3 separate regions of the Mus musculus genome follow, and all the other regions are linked to region 1. A link is a contact called in public HiChIP or PLAC-seq and promoter capture Hi-C data. All regions are on one chromosome and are shown on one strand. The core of a region is the stretch at or near the end of the contact, and the rest is flanking DNA. Distances in the headings are between cores, read along the strand shown. Region 1 holds the start of Ndufb9 (NADH:ubiquinone oxidoreductase subunit B9). Region 2 holds the start of Klhl38 (kelch-like 38). Region 3 overlaps Nsmce2 (NSE2/MMS21 homolog, SMC5-SMC6 complex SUMO ligase).

What was found. Promoter capture Hi-C pulls out the DNA fragments that hold promoters and counts their contacts. HiChIP or PLAC-seq counts read pairs in DNA pulled down with a chosen protein or histone mark.
Region 2: a contact with region 1 is called in a FOXA1 HiChIP or PLAC-seq map of pancreatic cancer cells. The contact joins the promoter of Klhl38 here to the promoter of Ndufb9 in region 1. A contact is called at or near these places in 3 of 39 promoter capture datasets (cranial neural crest, maxillary cranial neural crest and second pharyngeal arch cranial neural crest) and 1 of 115 datasets of contacts at active chromatin or transcription factors (pancreatic cancer cells).
Region 3: a promoter capture Hi-C map of pre-B cells shows a contact between it and region 1, with 4 times the contacts expected there. The contact joins the enhancer-like site here to the promoter of Ndufb9 in region 1. A contact is called at or near these places in 5 of 39 promoter capture datasets (the 3T3-L1 cell line, liver, pre-B cells and 1 more), 5 of 115 datasets of contacts at active chromatin or transcription factors (double positive thymocytes, large pre-B cells, microglia and 2 more) and 1 of 9 other capture datasets (adipose tissue).

What each region holds. Positions count from the first base shown.
Region 1 is chr15:58,930,609-58,935,727 of GRCm38.p6, reverse strand. Ndufb9 (NADH:ubiquinone oxidoreductase subunit B9) reads right to left here and starts at 1,927. Exons shown (of 4, transcript NM_023172.4): 1 at 1,790-1,927. The coding sequence starts at 1,890. Tatdn1 (TatD DNase domain containing 1) reads left to right here and starts at 1,990. Exons shown (of 12, transcript NM_001368428.1): 1 at 1,990-2,049. The coding sequence starts at 2,028. Gm36559 (a long non-coding RNA gene) reads left to right here and starts at 2,452. Exons shown (of 2, transcript XR_875364.2): 1 at 2,452-4,816; 2 at 4,918-5,119.
Region 2 is chr15:58,321,557-58,326,675 of GRCm38.p6, reverse strand. Klhl38 (kelch-like 38) reads left to right here and starts at 2,507. Exons shown (of 4, transcript NM_177755.3): 1 at 2,507-2,717; 2 at 3,344-4,694. The coding sequence starts at 3,345.
Region 3 is chr15:59,521,226-59,526,344 of GRCm38.p6, reverse strand. The region is part of intron 4 of Nsmce2 (NSE2/MMS21 homolog, SMC5-SMC6 complex SUMO ligase); the gene reads right to left. Among named protein-coding and RNA genes, the nearest start is that of Gm36677, 94 kb to the left of the region's middle. Within about 2 kb of position 2,149, at least 149 of the 459 cell types and tissues checked have an H3K27ac peak or open chromatin away from gene starts, as enhancers often do. A contact at or near this core is called in adipose tissue, double positive thymocytes, liver and 3 more, where this site is marked.

The DNA.
Region 1 (5,119 bases), core at 678-3,177:
ACAAAAGTACACTTCACAAAGTGGTTGGCAGGTTTCAAGTTCTCAGTGATACAACAGTCATTACACCAAAAAAAAAAAAAAAAAATTTACAAAAAGCAGTGTCCAATAAGGTCCAATGTATGAGGATGTGTGTTAGAGGCAGAAGGGGAACTAGGGAACCCTTGAGGTCACCTAGACAGCTGAATTGCTAGTAATGTCATTAGCTGGAAATTTGAGAATATAATCAGCATGAGGAATTAAAAAAAAAAAAAGCTTGGTTTTAAAGAATTTGGATAAACTCAGTTTAGTAGATAGCAGATGACCTCATAGACAACTAGAAATACAGCTAATTCAAGCACCAACACTGAGGACATCCTAAGGAGACACAGTGCCTAAGACAGAGCCTTAGGCGGAACCAGTGAATGTCCTAGAAGACAAATGAGGGCTAGGGGGATGTGGCTCAGTAGGTAAAGTACCATGCAAGCATTAGGACCGAGTTTGGAGTCCTAAAACCCACGTAAAGCTAGACATGGGAGCACACATCAGTGGTCCCAGCACCCCTCCTCAGGACGACAGGATGTGACAGATGCCCACAAGTTTACAGGCCAGCTGGCCTAGCATGCCAGCAGTGCTGTCCCAACAAGGAGGAAGGCAAGGTTGTCACACAGGTGATATCAACACGGGTTTTTTTGTTTGTTTTGTTTTAAGGGAACTGATGCGGACAAGGACTAAGAAAAGATGTCAGCTTTCAAATCTGTTAGTGCTGTCATAGTAGCTAGTTTGATTATTCCCTCCATGAATATGAGCCCTAATATCTCCAACTGTACTATAACACTGTCTGGATTCTTGAAGTCTTAACTTCTTCAGTAACACTGTTCCTTCTGAGTTTCCCCGTCACGTTCCCCGTTAATCCATGGGATTGCAGCTCAAAATCAAGGGTTAACTGTCATTTATTTGCCATCCAGAATGGACGCTGAATTGCAAATTCTGTTAAATAAATAAGAAAAACTTAGGAAAGAAGCTAGCAACTGTTCAGCATTGTACACTGCACCAGCCTGCATAACAAAGAGATGTAACCACAAACTTGTATCCTAGGATTCCAGGGTTACCCTCTGCAGGTCTTACAGGGTTACTTGATTTTCCATCTTTTTCTTGGAAGTCCTCCTTGTGGGATTAGGTTTTAGGGTAAGAGTGTAGCGGTATGGGACTTACACATCTTCGGTTGTCACTGCCCCTTGCATTTCTTTTAGGTCATGAAAGTCTACACGTTTTAACACTATATTGTTGTTTGTTTGTTTGTAAGAAGGGTATTTTTTTTTTTTTGGCCTAGCCTCAAACTCATAATGTAATGGAGAATATCTGTCTCCCCCAACATATGCCACCGTATGAGACTTAACGAGAAGACTAGTAACAATGGTTAAAGAAATAAAATGACGTAGGAGGTGGAATAGAATGAGCCTGCTTATCTGTAAAATCAGGCTAAAATAATCACTAATATCTGAGTTACTCTGCAAACTAAAGATAATGGACAAATTACTGTTAAGGTTAGGGACGACAGAGTCATAAAAACGTTAGCTTTAGATCCATGACAATGACAGTCCTAGGTACTTTTTATTTCTTCATGCAACTTTCTACGCTGGGTCCTGGTTGCGCCCCACACAATCATCTCCGCCAGATCAAGCAGAGAGGACTGCATCGGGACCCGGGTTCAAGGGCGGGCTCCCTTCACTGTGTCCCCCAAGTCCTTGATCAGCCTGGCCCACGGGGCCCCTCGGCTTCCGTCCCCGAGCCCCGGGTCCCCTCTCCCCACCTGTGGATACACCATGACTCGAGGTGGCGCAGCGCGCGCTTATACAGCCGCAGCACCTTCTGCTGGTGGGTCAGGTAGGCCGGGGGAGCGCAGAACGCCATAGCGTCCGGCTCACCTTCAGCGGCCGCCGCGGGGGCTGCCGGGAACCCGGAAGCGGGCGGTTGTGAGGCGGAACCGGAAGGACGAGCGTGCTCTGAGCCACTTCCGCTTTTCCCTGGGAGGAGCCTGCCGCGCCGTCATGAGTCTCTTCAAGTTCGTGGGTAAGGGCAGGTTTGTCTTGGTCGTGAGCCTCGCTGACAGTCCCGGGTCCCCTTTTCGCGGCATGGCCTTTCCAGGGCACGGAAGATGCCCGGAGGCCTCGCGTGCTGGCAATGACTGATCTGGTTCTTGCTGGAGGATGGTTTCCCTAGTGCATGTTCATTTATGAGCATTCCCGGGCAATGAATCATTGTGACTTGTGCTTTTTTTGTGTGTGTTTAATTCAACTGGAAAGAGAGGAATAGGTGTGGGGTGTGCTTCAGCCGTAGACTGATCGCCTAGCATGGGCTAGTCCCCGAGTCCTCCCATCTCTCAAAAAGCACCGCCCCCCAAGCCAATCACTTTTCTTCTGTCTTTCGTGAACTCTTCTACATGGCCGGCCTGACAGTCCCTCCAAGGTACCGGTTCACTCAGTCATCCCTTCATACCACAGACAACTCTGGGAGGCTTGACATTGAGTCCCGGGAATGTGGCCAAGTCCTGCTCACAGGCCATCTAGACATAAACGGGAGTCCTCAGACGGGAGGGGGTGGCAAATTGTGTCGCCTCGCAAGTTCCACGATCCATCCGACAGCTGGAGAGTGCGGCAAGGATTCAAAATGGGGGACATTGTAAGAGTCAGGGTTGGAAGGATAACTTGGAACCCTAAAGTCTCGATTACTTAAATTTCACTTCTATTGGGAGTGGCGTTCCAATGAAGGCTTTTCAGCAAATCTTTGAGTGCCAGTTGTACGGAAAGAGTCTTGCCTTCTGGGATACCGATGTGGGTAGTCTCAGTATGAACCTCGTCGTTGTGGACTTTCCCTGCTATTTAAGGGTGGGAAGTGACAGGGAGGAGGTTACCCTGATAGTCGTTTTGTAGATTTTGTGGCAGATAAGGGGACGAATGTAAGTATTTCAGGTTTTGCAAACAGGGAAAAGAATAGAAAAAGAGAAATGGGATGGTTGTGCATAGCATTTAGCACTGACTGTTCATGCCTGTTGTGGGAAGTGAAGACCCAAAGATGGCAGGTTAAGAAATACCTAGGCCATCTGGATCTAATAGATTAGGTCCATTCGTGAGTTAAAGGACATCCAAATAGAGACATCCTCCGAGCACTCAAAAGTGGAATCAGGAGAGTGGTTAAGGTTATACAGTAAAATCTGAGAGACACCTTAAGCAATATATTTTCCCAAGACACTGTATTTAAATATGGAGTTGTGAGAAATCTAGTCGTGAGTTAGTTTCCACACCAGAGACGTGAGGCCTATGGCCAGTCAAAGCAAACGTGGGGAGAATGTTAGCAGGTTTTTCAAAAACTCTGTGAGAAAGCCTGAAGTGAAGGTTAGGTGTTCTGGGTTCTTGATGTGATGTGCTAGGAAGTGGTATGTCCTGGAGAGGGCACAAGAGCCCTCACTCCTCACCTCATACTGTCTGTCCCTGTTCCTGGTTGTTAAGAGTCTACGCTGGGCGTTTCCAGGTTCGTGGTTGCTTATCCAAAGAACTAAAGAGAAGGGCTCACACAGACTTACAGAATAAGTGAGGAAACCTTATTTTGTGGAGCAATAATATATATTAAAAAGCGGAATGAAGGGTTTTTGTTGTTGTTTTTGAGACGGGGTTGCTCTGTAGTTCTGGCTGTCCTGAACTCACTCTGTAGACCAGGCTGGCCTCGAACACAGAAATCCACCTGCCTCTGCCTCCCAAGTGCTGGGATTAAAGGCGTGCGCCACCATTGCCCAGTTGGAATGAAGGTTTGTTACTTGCAATGTTATAATACAATTTAAAATATATTTAATGTTGTGGATCTGAGAGTGTGGCAGAGAATGCAGTTTTGGGTTTTTTTTTTTCCTTTTTGTCTTATACCTTGTTATTTGAAAGCAGACTTAGTATATAAACAACTCAGTGTGTCCATGCCTCAATAAAGTTTTATGGACATTGAATATTAAACTTAAAAGTTGATTTATTTTAGCCATATGGGAGTGGGTATGTGTGCAGATAGATACCTGGAAAGGCCAGAAGAGGGAGCCAGGTGCCCAGAAGCTCCTAGAGTCACTGGCAATTGGGAGCCATCTGATATGGATACTGGTATGATATGGATACTGATATGGATACTGGAACCAAAGCTGGGCCCTCTGGAAAAGCAACAAATACCCTTAACTGCAGAACCATCTTCCCAGCCCCTGAATTGTTCTTTTTAATAATTTTCACAGGTAGAGGAATATTCTGCTGATTTAAAAGAAAACAATTTAAAATGTTCAACCATTACTAGTATAGGGACTAACAATAGGCAATGAAGCCAAGTAAGGCAGTGCACACCTGTAACTTCAGCACTGCAGGCCAGAGGCAGAGTCTTGTTCTGCATGATGAGGCCCTGTGTCACAGTGACACCTTTAGCAAGACGACAGACAGTGGCGGCAGGAAGGAGTTGACTTCTCTGCTGTGGCATCCTTTTGTGGCTCGTTTAAGTATTTTTGGCACTGACTTGCTGAAGAAACTGGGCTGCTTGTCTGACCTTTCGGATTTGTGTTTTTGCTGAACAGTGGTGCGAGTTCCTTGTTCTCTAGTTATTGAAACTTTATAACCTTGAAATTATATCTCAAGGCTAATAACGTCCAATGCTATTTTAAATCCCTTGTTTACTGTCTCTCCATGTTCCTAAATCACAGGTGACAGTGCCTTGACAAGATTCACTAAGCCCAAACAGTTTGCAGATACTGCTTTCTGTTAGAGGGCAACAGAACAAACGCTTTCCCACTTTGTTTTGAAAAATCAACTCATTGATACTGGTAATTTTTTTTTATTAAAGACAGCTATTTTTAAACATTAATGAAGTGGAGACATTACTGTCCTAAATAGCAGGGTTGCCAGTGTCTGACTCCTCCCTCAGGTCATGGTGACTGCCTGCCAGGGTTACTGTTGCCAGAGGAAATTCTACTCATCCACCAAGAAGACAATGAGGCTCAACAGGGACCAAGAGCCTTCACTAATTACTGGCAGTGGCAAGAATTCTGACTCCAAAGCTCACTTTGTTCCATCTCTGAGTAATTGTAGTCATTTCATGGTATTGTACTTTATGGGCCTTGTTCATG
Region 2 (5,119 bases), core at 1,258-3,757, 610 kb after region 1:
CTGTTTGCTATTGGAACAAGATATAGAACTCTCAGCTCTGCCTGCATCATGCCCTCCTAGGCACTGCCATGCTGCCACCTTGATGATAATGGACTGAGCCTCTGAACCTGTAAGCCAGCCCCAAATAAATGTTGTCCTTCATAAGAGTTGCCTTAGTCAGACCCCCATGAGGCTCCCATCTTCTCCGTTCTCCATTATGCTTCTGTTCTCCTCAGATCAGGAACTTAACATAACCCACCCACTAGATGTTACACCCTGCACTGGACTCTGGGAAGACGGCAAGAGATCAAGCCTTCTGGATTCAGAGACTCCACACTGACAGGAGAGGCACAGTGGGCCAGCAGACATGTATAAGGTCTGAGGCACAGCCTCTGTCCCAAGGTGCAGAGGTTGTGGGAGCAGGGCAGAGGTGAGAAAGAGCAGAGAAGACTTTCAGAGAAGCTGGCACATGGACCACATGTGGAAGGATGAGTGAGGACGGTGCAACAGAAGATGGACCAAGGGAAGATGCACATAAAAGCACAGAGTACAGAACGAAGGGTCATCGGGCCCCTTTCAGAGATGTAACTGCTCACCCGTGTCATCAGCATGCCACAGAAGCCCAGGAATGGCCAGCATCCCTGATCCCTTTGTCACAGGCTCTCTGCTGCCACCTACTTCTGCCTCTAGACTCCTGAACCTAATGTCATGCTTTGGGTATCCATTTTGTCTATGAGCTGCTGAATTCTTTGGGGGTATGACCTATCACCATGAATGAGAATACTCCTTCCACCCTGCCTCAAGTATCTTAGAAGCCAAGTCAGTCCTAACTCCCCAGTGGAGATACTAACACATATATGTGCATGGACTTATAAGCTGTCTGATGAAGCAAGTATAAAAATATGCAAGTGGGAGGTGTGTTTCTGGGAAGAGTCAGGAGACCAACCAGCCTCCTCCTAAGAAGCGCTCTTGACACGGGAGCCAGCAGAGGTGTGACATGGAGCCTGGCAAGTCCTGACTTGTCTTCCCAGAGGTTACTCTGTGCCAACAAGGTGGAGGTAGTAACAGTGGAGAAACTAGAAACAAGGACTGTCACAAAAGTCTGAGCAATGTGGGAAGAGGAAGCCAGGCCTTTATGTGGCTCACTCGTGACTAGAGCAATCATGGACAGCAGTGCCCAGATGAGTGACACATGCTTGTCCCGCCCCCAGCCCTTCTGGTGATCCAACGCTCATTACTGTGGACCTGACCGCCTCTGCCATTGCCTTCTTCACCCCCACCAGTATTTCCCTTCTCTTCTTTCTTCAGGTCCTCCTGCTCCTCCTCTTCTTTCCACCCTCTTTCCCTCTATAGTACCTTTTCTTCCTCCTCTTCCTCCTCATTCTTTCTCCCTCCCTCTCCTCCTTCCTCCCTCCCCTCCTTTCTCCTCAGCTTCTTCCTTCCATCCCTCTCTGTCTCCCTCCACCTTGCCTTCTCTTCCTCCTTCTCCCTCCTTCTTCAGTCTTTCTTTCCTCTCCATTTTATTTTTCTTATCTTCTCTTCCTCTTCCCTCCCTCCCTCTTGCTTTCTCTTTCCCTTCCTTCTTTCTCCATCCTTCCCTCCTCTTCACTCTCCTCTACCCCTTCTGATCCTCTCTTCTTCCTCCTCCTCCTTTCTCCTCATCCCATTCTCCACTGCTCTTTTTCCACCTGGATCACTGTGCCTTGCCCCTTGCATCTAACTCACTTCTGTCTGGTGAGAGGAGACAGAAAAGGAAGGCTGAGTGTAAGAGAGCCCAGCTGAAGAGCAGTTAGCAGGTATCCAGAAGGGGCAGGTGGCAGACTCAACAGTTGTTATAAGTCAGAATACACAAATAGGGAGCGAGAAAGGAAGGGAGGGAGGAAGGGAAGGAGGGAGGGAGGGAGGGAGGGAGGGGGGGAGACAGACAGACAGACATGGGGACAGAATGCCTGATTAGAGTCAGGACTTTCACAAGACTATACAGATTACTAAAAATATTTAAGAAGCAAGCAAGCAAGCAAGCAAGCAAGCAAGCAAGCAAGCAAGCAAGCAAAAAACAAGCAAAAAGAGCCTTTCCTCTGGGCTCCTTTGCCTTGATAGCCTAAAAGGGAAACTGGAGCCCTCACAGAAGTCCTCTCAGGCAGGAGGTGCTACATGGATGTCCCCTGAAGAGCACCCAGGGCTCTGTCCACTCTCTGCCCCTCCCATGAGCACCTGCTACCTCGACTGTGACCCAGAGCTGCCTTCAATGATTCTGCACAGGTCACAGCAACCTGTTTACAGACATCTAGAGTTCCCAGGCACTCTTAGGACAAGGGGCTCGGGATGTGTCCAAATGGGCAGCAAAGCCTTGTTCAGAGAACGCGTTCCTCTCTTTCTATTTATACCGATGTAAACACTCGCCAAGGAAACAAGGCATGTGGGCATGCGCAGCCCTGCAGGCCCTCGGGTGGCTGCAAAAGGCAACTGGAAAGTCACATGTCATAACATTGGAAAGTACATATGCGGCTATTCTTAGCCTTGGAATGTATACACTGTCTGCCTGCCCGGCAGCCCTTGTACAGAGCTCTAGAAACTGTGAAAGTGCCTGCAGCATAAACAAACCCAGAACTCTCCGAGGACAGAGAACTTGCCAACGGAAAGGCCCGGGCTTTATGGTTTTATTCCGAGCCTAAGGTAGAAATCTTGAGAGGACAAGACAGACCCAGCATCAGTGGATGTCACTGCAGCAAAACAAGGTAAGTGTCCCTCATATGTCATTTCTCAGCAGGCAGACAGCCAGTGTCACCAATAAACCACAGAAGTGTTTGGTCTTTGTTCTCTATTAATTGCATCTTTAAAATAAAAACCAAAGAGCCCAGAGTCTTCTATCTAGATCTTGCAGCAGCCCACTGTGACCCCATCACTTCTGTGACCAGATGACCACACCCTCGAATTCTAGCCTTGGTGAGCAACTAACCCTCAGAAAGATTCCTAGATGAATTACCTGGCAAATCTGATGAGAATCTGGACAAAAGTGTACCTTTCTTATCAAAGGCATGGACTATTCTCGTGTCAGGCTAATATGTGAGTCCCTGACTATTCACTTTGGTTGGAAGATGCCTGTGCATAGCTGGAGATGCTGTGTGTCTTTTATCTCTGAAGATAATAACAGCCTGAAGTAGATCACTCTGTGGTCTAGGGTGAGGGTGGTTTCCTCTTGGATGTACAATGTGGTCTACTGTTCGTGATTCCACTGTCTTGGTAAATAGATAGTGGTAAATAGATAAATGAGACTTGGAGCCCCCACAGCTAACCCTTCCAGTGTACTCTGTGAGAAAGCCTTGATTTTGCTTCCGTCTGAAGCATCCCTTCTTCTTTGTAGGATGGATGAGGAGTTACCAGATGGGGTTGTCTTCAAAGACCACAGCTTCTCCTCTGACTTGTTAAGACAGCTCAATGGCTTAAGACAAAGCAAGATCCTGACTGATGTGAGCATCTGCTCCGGGGCCTGGGAGGTCCCTTGTCACCGCAGTGTGCTGGCCTCCAGCAGCCCCTACTTCAAGGCCATGTTCTGCAGCCACTTCCGGGAGAGCAGAGAGGCCAAAGTGCAGATGAAAGGCATCAGTTCCACAACTCTGGAGCAGGTCATTACGTATGTGTATACGGGAGAGGTTCATATCTCAGCTGCCAACGTCCTCCCACTGATGGAGGCTGCTGCCATGCTGCAGTATCCCCGGGTGTTTGAGGCCTGCTCCTCATACCTCCAGAGCCAGCTGGCCCCCAGCAATTGCCTGGGCCTAGTCAGACTCGCAGAAATCTTAAGCTGTGACAGCCTTAAGAAGAAAGCGAAGGAGGTGGCCCTGACTTACTTCCCAGAGGTGGCAGCATCAGCTGACCTGAAGGAGCTCTGCGCCATGGAGCTGAGGGACTACCTGGGAGATGACAGGCTCTGTGGTGAGGAGGAAAAGGTGTTCGAGGCCCTCATGGCTTGGGTGAAGCATGACCTTCAAGCCCGGTGGAGGCACATGCAGGAACTGCTGCAGCAGGTCCGCCTGCAGTACATCCACCCAGCCTTCTTCCATCACTTCATTGCCAATGACGCCCTCCTCCAGTCCTCGCCTGCTTGCCAGGCCATCCTGGAGATGGCCAGGAAACAGATCTTCTCTTTGTATGGTCCCAGTGCCCAGGATTGTAAACTCCTATGGCGCATGCCCCCAAGGAGCTCCTACCAAGACTTCCTCCTCCTCCTTGGGGGACGGAAGGACAACCAGCAGACCACCAGGGATGTCTTGCTCTACAGTGGACAGACTGGCCAGTGGCAGAGCCTAGCCAAGCTTCCCATACGGTTGTACAAGGCCTCAGCTGTCACCTTGCACCGGAGCGTCTATGTGCTCGGGGGCATGACTGTCAGTGAGGGAAAGAGTCTCATTAGCTGTGGTGTGTATATCTTTTCTCTGAAACTCAACCAGTGGAGGGTGGGGGAGCCCATGCTGGCAGCCCGCTACTCCCACAGAAGCACCACCCACAGGAACTTCATCTTCTCCATTGGGGGTACTGGAGAAGGGCAGGAGCTTCTGGCCTCCATGGAGAGGTATGACAGCATCCGTGACGTCTGGGAGAGCATGGCTGGCATGCCAGTGGCTGTGCTCCACCCTGCCGTAGCAGTGAAGGACCAAAGACTCTATCTTTTTGGGGGTGAGGACATCATGCAGAACCCTGTACGCCTTATCCAGGTAATCTGTAAGTCCTTTTCATCATGTTAGCACCAAGTGTGTTTGCACACACATGCACAGATGTATATAATACATATATAAATAAACATGCCTAATATAATGGCATATATATATATATATGCACACATATACATGTGTGTCTTTAGTCGTGTGAACAAGCATTCACATCCATATATATAACAACATGAACATGCACACATATACATATATGCACATATAGAATTATATACAGATATACTCACTCACATGCATATATACATATATATAGTATATACATACAAGCATATATATGTGTGCATGAATTCAGTCATGTGTATATTCATTCACTTGAACATATATATAGCAAATAGCATAAATATACATACATACACACACATGCACACAACAATTACATGACATACTCATATATGTATTTATAAATATAT
Region 3 (5,119 bases), core at 900-3,399, 590 kb before region 1:
ACTTTAAATAGAACCTTTTTATTTTAAAATGAGCTTAGCACAACCATTTCTAAATGGTATTTTTTGTCTTAATACTGTGTACAATGAGAGGCAGTATGCAATGTTCACATTGTTAAAAAGAAAATCCTGATTGTTGGAATGGCTGCAGTCAACCCAGCTGTATTGTCTCAAATAAGCAGATGGCACAAAGGCTAATAGAGCGTTCAGTGAAAGAGCACAATAGGGCTAGCAGCTGCTGCAAACACAGGACACCTCCATGACACTAGAACAGCTCTGACAGTCCAGATCCACTTCCCGCATCTAGAAAGGCGGTTGCTGAGGAGGTACTGGGGCTTAGTTCTCTCTCCTCAGAAGCCAAAGGTTTATCAGGAACTCTTACCAAGGGTGGGAAGGGTTAGCGCTTGGCGAGCTTGCAATATCCATGTTCCTGCCTGTGCTACTAATAAGGAAGTGCTGAAAAATCACCATCACCATGTGTTAACTCAGAGCTGGGGGCGGGGGGGGGGGGGTTACACAAACAGTTCTCAGCTATGTGTCCGTCAACAAATCATCAACAACTACTCGATGAGAACAGAAAGGTGGTTTCTGCCCTTGGGGAACTTATTCTGAGATAGGAAATAAGAAGTGACAAACGACTGGGTGTGGTAGCTCATACCTGTAAAACTCATCACTTAGGGGACCGAGCCAGGATTGGCTTGATTTCCAGGCCAGCCTGGGCTACACAGTGAGACTTTCTCAACAAAACCAAACCAAAACAGAGACAAATCACACCAACAAACATGGTCCCTGTTCCAAGATCACTAACTTATGAACGGGGCCCCATGACTGGACTCAGGTTACCAAACCACCCGGCTCCTACGAGGTGACTTTCACAAGGACAAATACTTTCATGGCTGACAAAAGATCACTTTAGTCAAAGAGGGAGAAGTGTTAGAATTGTAGAATGTCCCTAGCCAAGCAAGCTCTCTACTGAAATGGCAGGTGAGCACGGGAAGCAGCCAGAGCTGTGCTCGTGTACACTGATTTCCTGACAAGGTTGGATGACACACTAGACTATTTTTAAAAATTATATGCTAGGATTTCAATCTGACTAGTGATTCAACTCAACTTCAAAAAAGAAGGAAGCTCACAGCAGTCTTTCTGTCTTGCTAAGCTTCTGCTGTTCCTGTCAGTCAGTCAGCGCCCAAATCCCAGACCTTTGCATTTGATGCAAATGTAGGCAGTCCTGACATGACTTACTCCTGGCCAGAGACTGCATTCTCTCTCTTAATAAAATGTGTGTACACAACAGACCTCACTATACATTTATTTCAGAGAAGACCTACGATGGTCCCCGAACGCTTCAGTAATGAGACCTTTCCATAAGAAAGCTACTTTTCTAACATCAGCATGGAGAAAGTTAAGGTTCCTGCGGCCCACCAGCCATGTGCTTGCACAGGGGAAAACCCAAGCCTTGAACTATCTCAGAGCTCCATCTGTTCTAACCGCCTCAAGCTACGGCTCAGCTCCCAGGTGCACCGAACCACATCTATCAAAATATTTACCCCTAAAATAACTTTGTAATAAGAGCGGAATGTCCTTTTTGATGATTTCCTTTGAAAAATACATACGTATTTAACCGGCAACTCCAAACTTTCAGAGAGGGCAGATTCCATGAATCTACGTAATAAAAGCCTCCCTTCACACTGTTATAGTTGCTCTACTATGAAGATTTACAAGCACAGAGCTTTATATGGCTTACATTTCCACATTTGTCTGTTTTGACTCTTGGCCTCCATATGATGGCAAGGATAGAGTGAGCCTTTAACAGAAATGCCACACTAAGGCTACAAGCTGCCAGTGAAAGCTACAAGATCTCTTGGCAATTTTTGGACAGGTTCAGGTGAATTTCAGCATCTGGGACTGGCATGTGTATTACAGATGGAAAAAGCAAAACAATACCCAAAGAAAGAGAAAAGCGGTCCTCCCAATTGAAGCAAAATCATACCAAAATCTACCCACCTCCCAGCCTCGGCCCAGCACTGAGGAAATACCTCTGCCATACTGTCAAAGCATAATCAGTTCCTAAAACAATGGCTCAGCGTTTGAGTCACCCAGAGCGTGAAGGGCAAGTGAAAGGTCAGTTCCGGCATGCTCCCACAAAGCAAACACGGAGCTTGAGCCAGCACCAGCCAGGCCTTGGCATGGCAACCACAGGGCTCGCTCACTTCAGCAACCCATGGGTTCTGCCCTCAGGCTTCTCCAGACCCCCCCCCCCCCCCACACACACACACACACTTCCTCTCCTCCAAAGGAACCAGGGAAAGCTGAGAAGCAAACCTGAGAGGAGGGCCAGGCCTGCTCAGAAGCAGCCCTCCATGCCACTGGAGAACCCAAAGATGGTGCAGTGCCTCCAGAACCAGTGGTCCTAGCTCCCAGAAGCTTCTGGAATTCCTTATGAGTACTTACTAGAACACCTTTCTTTCTCCCCGCCAGTCATTTCACTATAATCAACTAAAATCTGCACATGGTGGACACTGACAATGGATTTTTAAAGATCCCAAGTATGCTTATTATTTTAGATTCTCTGCCACTGACATTATATTTAACATCAAAAGTTGTACTAAAAAGTCAATTAAAATAATTTTCTAGCCAAAAATTTTTCAAAGAATTTTTGCGGATTTTTTGTCTTGGAACTCTTGGTCTTGGAACTCTCGGTGGCTGGCTATTCTTTTAATTTACAGTCTGCAGAGATGTCTTAGTAAGCACATGCGAGTTAAGCACTTAAAGAAGATGACAAAATCTTTGTTTATATGCAAACATATGTATGTATTTATCTGCAAACACACATTTAAACCTGTGATTGCTTTTGAGGTCTTTACAAAGAGGCTTCTCAGTTAGTCACCATATTCGTCATATCTAAGGACTACCAGTGCTTGACTGGAAGAGGCAGACAGGCTACTGGAGAAGGGGAGGCCCTCTGCAGGGAACAACAGAAAGATGCAAGTGAGATCTGAAGAACAGCCTAGTGATGAAGACGTTACCAGACTCATGTCCCAGAGCCTCCAACTCAGCAGACGGGAAATGGTCACTACGCAACAATCCCTTATGTATGTCCAACAAGGGTCACATAAAAGAAGAAACACTTCCACCCACCTGAGGAACTCATAACTTGTCTGAGGTTATAGAGCTAAGACTGGCATATGGAGTGTGAGACAGAAAGTGAAAACTGTCAAAGACCCCACATACCAGAAGCCCTCATGTAAGCAGTGGCAAGGAGGAGGGCGTAATGCACCTGGCACAGGAGCCACGCACAATGTCATTTCTGTAGAGACGCCCATGAGTGAACAGTGCCATGGAAGGCTAGGGGCATACTAAGGCTTTTCAGAAGTGACGGCATCGAGCAGGCTTGTGAAAGACAGGAAGTTCTTCCCCCTACAAGCAGAGTGACTTCTATGAGTTTTCTCTGCACATACGTATCAGGGATGACAGCACTAACTTCACTGGGCTTCTAGGGATGAGAAGAAAATAGACGCTGATGAATATACACAATGAAACCTTAAAAAGGAAATGCGTACATGCACATAGAACAGCAGCAGGGTCCAATCTACTCTCCTTTGTCTTTTGGCTTCTTCTCTGTTCAAATGTTCGTGGGCTTTCCACCATGGCAGACACTGTACCAGGCACTGTGTACATCATCAGGGAAAATACATGAAACATCGTTGTGTGCTCTTATCTAAGTGATATTCTGTAGCCAGAGATAGGAGGACAGCGGAGTGGGCAGAAGATGCAGTGTGACCAAAAGTAAAGCAAGAAGTAGGGCCTCAAAACAACCAGTCCTTTGCTCTGCAGAAGCAAGCGAGAAGGGGACTTGCCATCAGAGGGACTCATGGAAGGCCGCCAGGGAACAGGAAACGGGCTCAGCAACAGTATGGCAGAAGAGAAGATCTGAACGAGTTTAGTTTTGCTCCGCTGGTAAGGGCTCCCTGGAAGACTATAATGAAGCCATGCCTGGCAATGGCAGCTCACAGGGTTGGGAGCTGGGCAGATTAGGTGATCTTTGTCTGAGCAGCCAGTCTGTAGAAGGCTCAATCTGGAAGAGCTTGTGTTTCAGTTAAGAGTCCTGGAGCACTGGAGCAGGACAAAAGACAGGGGCTGGCTGGACCGATGGCACAGTGGGAGGTGAGGTGATCAAAGGAGCACAGAGTGCTGGTGACTGCTCTAGTAAATGGGCCAAGTATGCAGTGTAGGTTGGGCTGAATCACCGAGATGAGCAGCAGAGAACCAATAAATAACAGCTCCTGTCTTCCCTCCTTCCTGAGAGCACTGGAGGTCCATGTACAGAACATTTTGGAGGCCCAGGAAAGGAATGCAAAACTGGAAGAGCCAGGAGGGTGAACACCTACCGTGGCAGATCTTGGACAGTAAAATGAACAATAGAAATGACTAGGATTCAGAGGGTCAGGAGGTCGTGAGGTGAGGCTAGCCCACTGATCTGCTTGGCTATAACCTGGTCACAGCCTATGGACGACTCGGGAGAAGCAGAGAGTAGTATCTCTTTCCTGGAGTTCACAGCCCACAGGCAACAGTGTTTTAACCTTTAACTGTAATATGGTGATAATCGTGGCCAAGAATCAGGCACAGGACAGCCGGGGCATGACGGGGGAGCAGGTGATAATACGAGGGAAAGCAAGAGAAATTTCACAGAAGTTCCATCCAGTAAAGGTTGTATCAAAGGATGTTCAAATTTCCAAACGATGTTACTCTAGGGAGAGAAAGAGCGTGTGGGAGGGAAATGCATGTGGGTCCTTGACACCAGTTATGATGCTCAAAGCATCCAGAATATAGACAGTGATGGGGAAGACAGCAGAAAAGATGAGCCAGGCACCGAGGCTACCTACGGGAATTAATACTGCTTTCATTTTGGACAAATCGTCCTAAAAATCTTCAACAGCAAGAACAGGGACAAGTAAGCTCTTAACAGAGTTCTGCCAATGGTTATGGATGGAGACCTAAGATAGAGTCATCCTAAACAGAAACCAATAGTCTTAATCTCAGAACTGGAAAGGCTCTGTTTTTATGTAAGAAAAACTTTCCTCAACTGAAAATTGGCAGGCAATTGGAAGTTAAATGAGGAAAA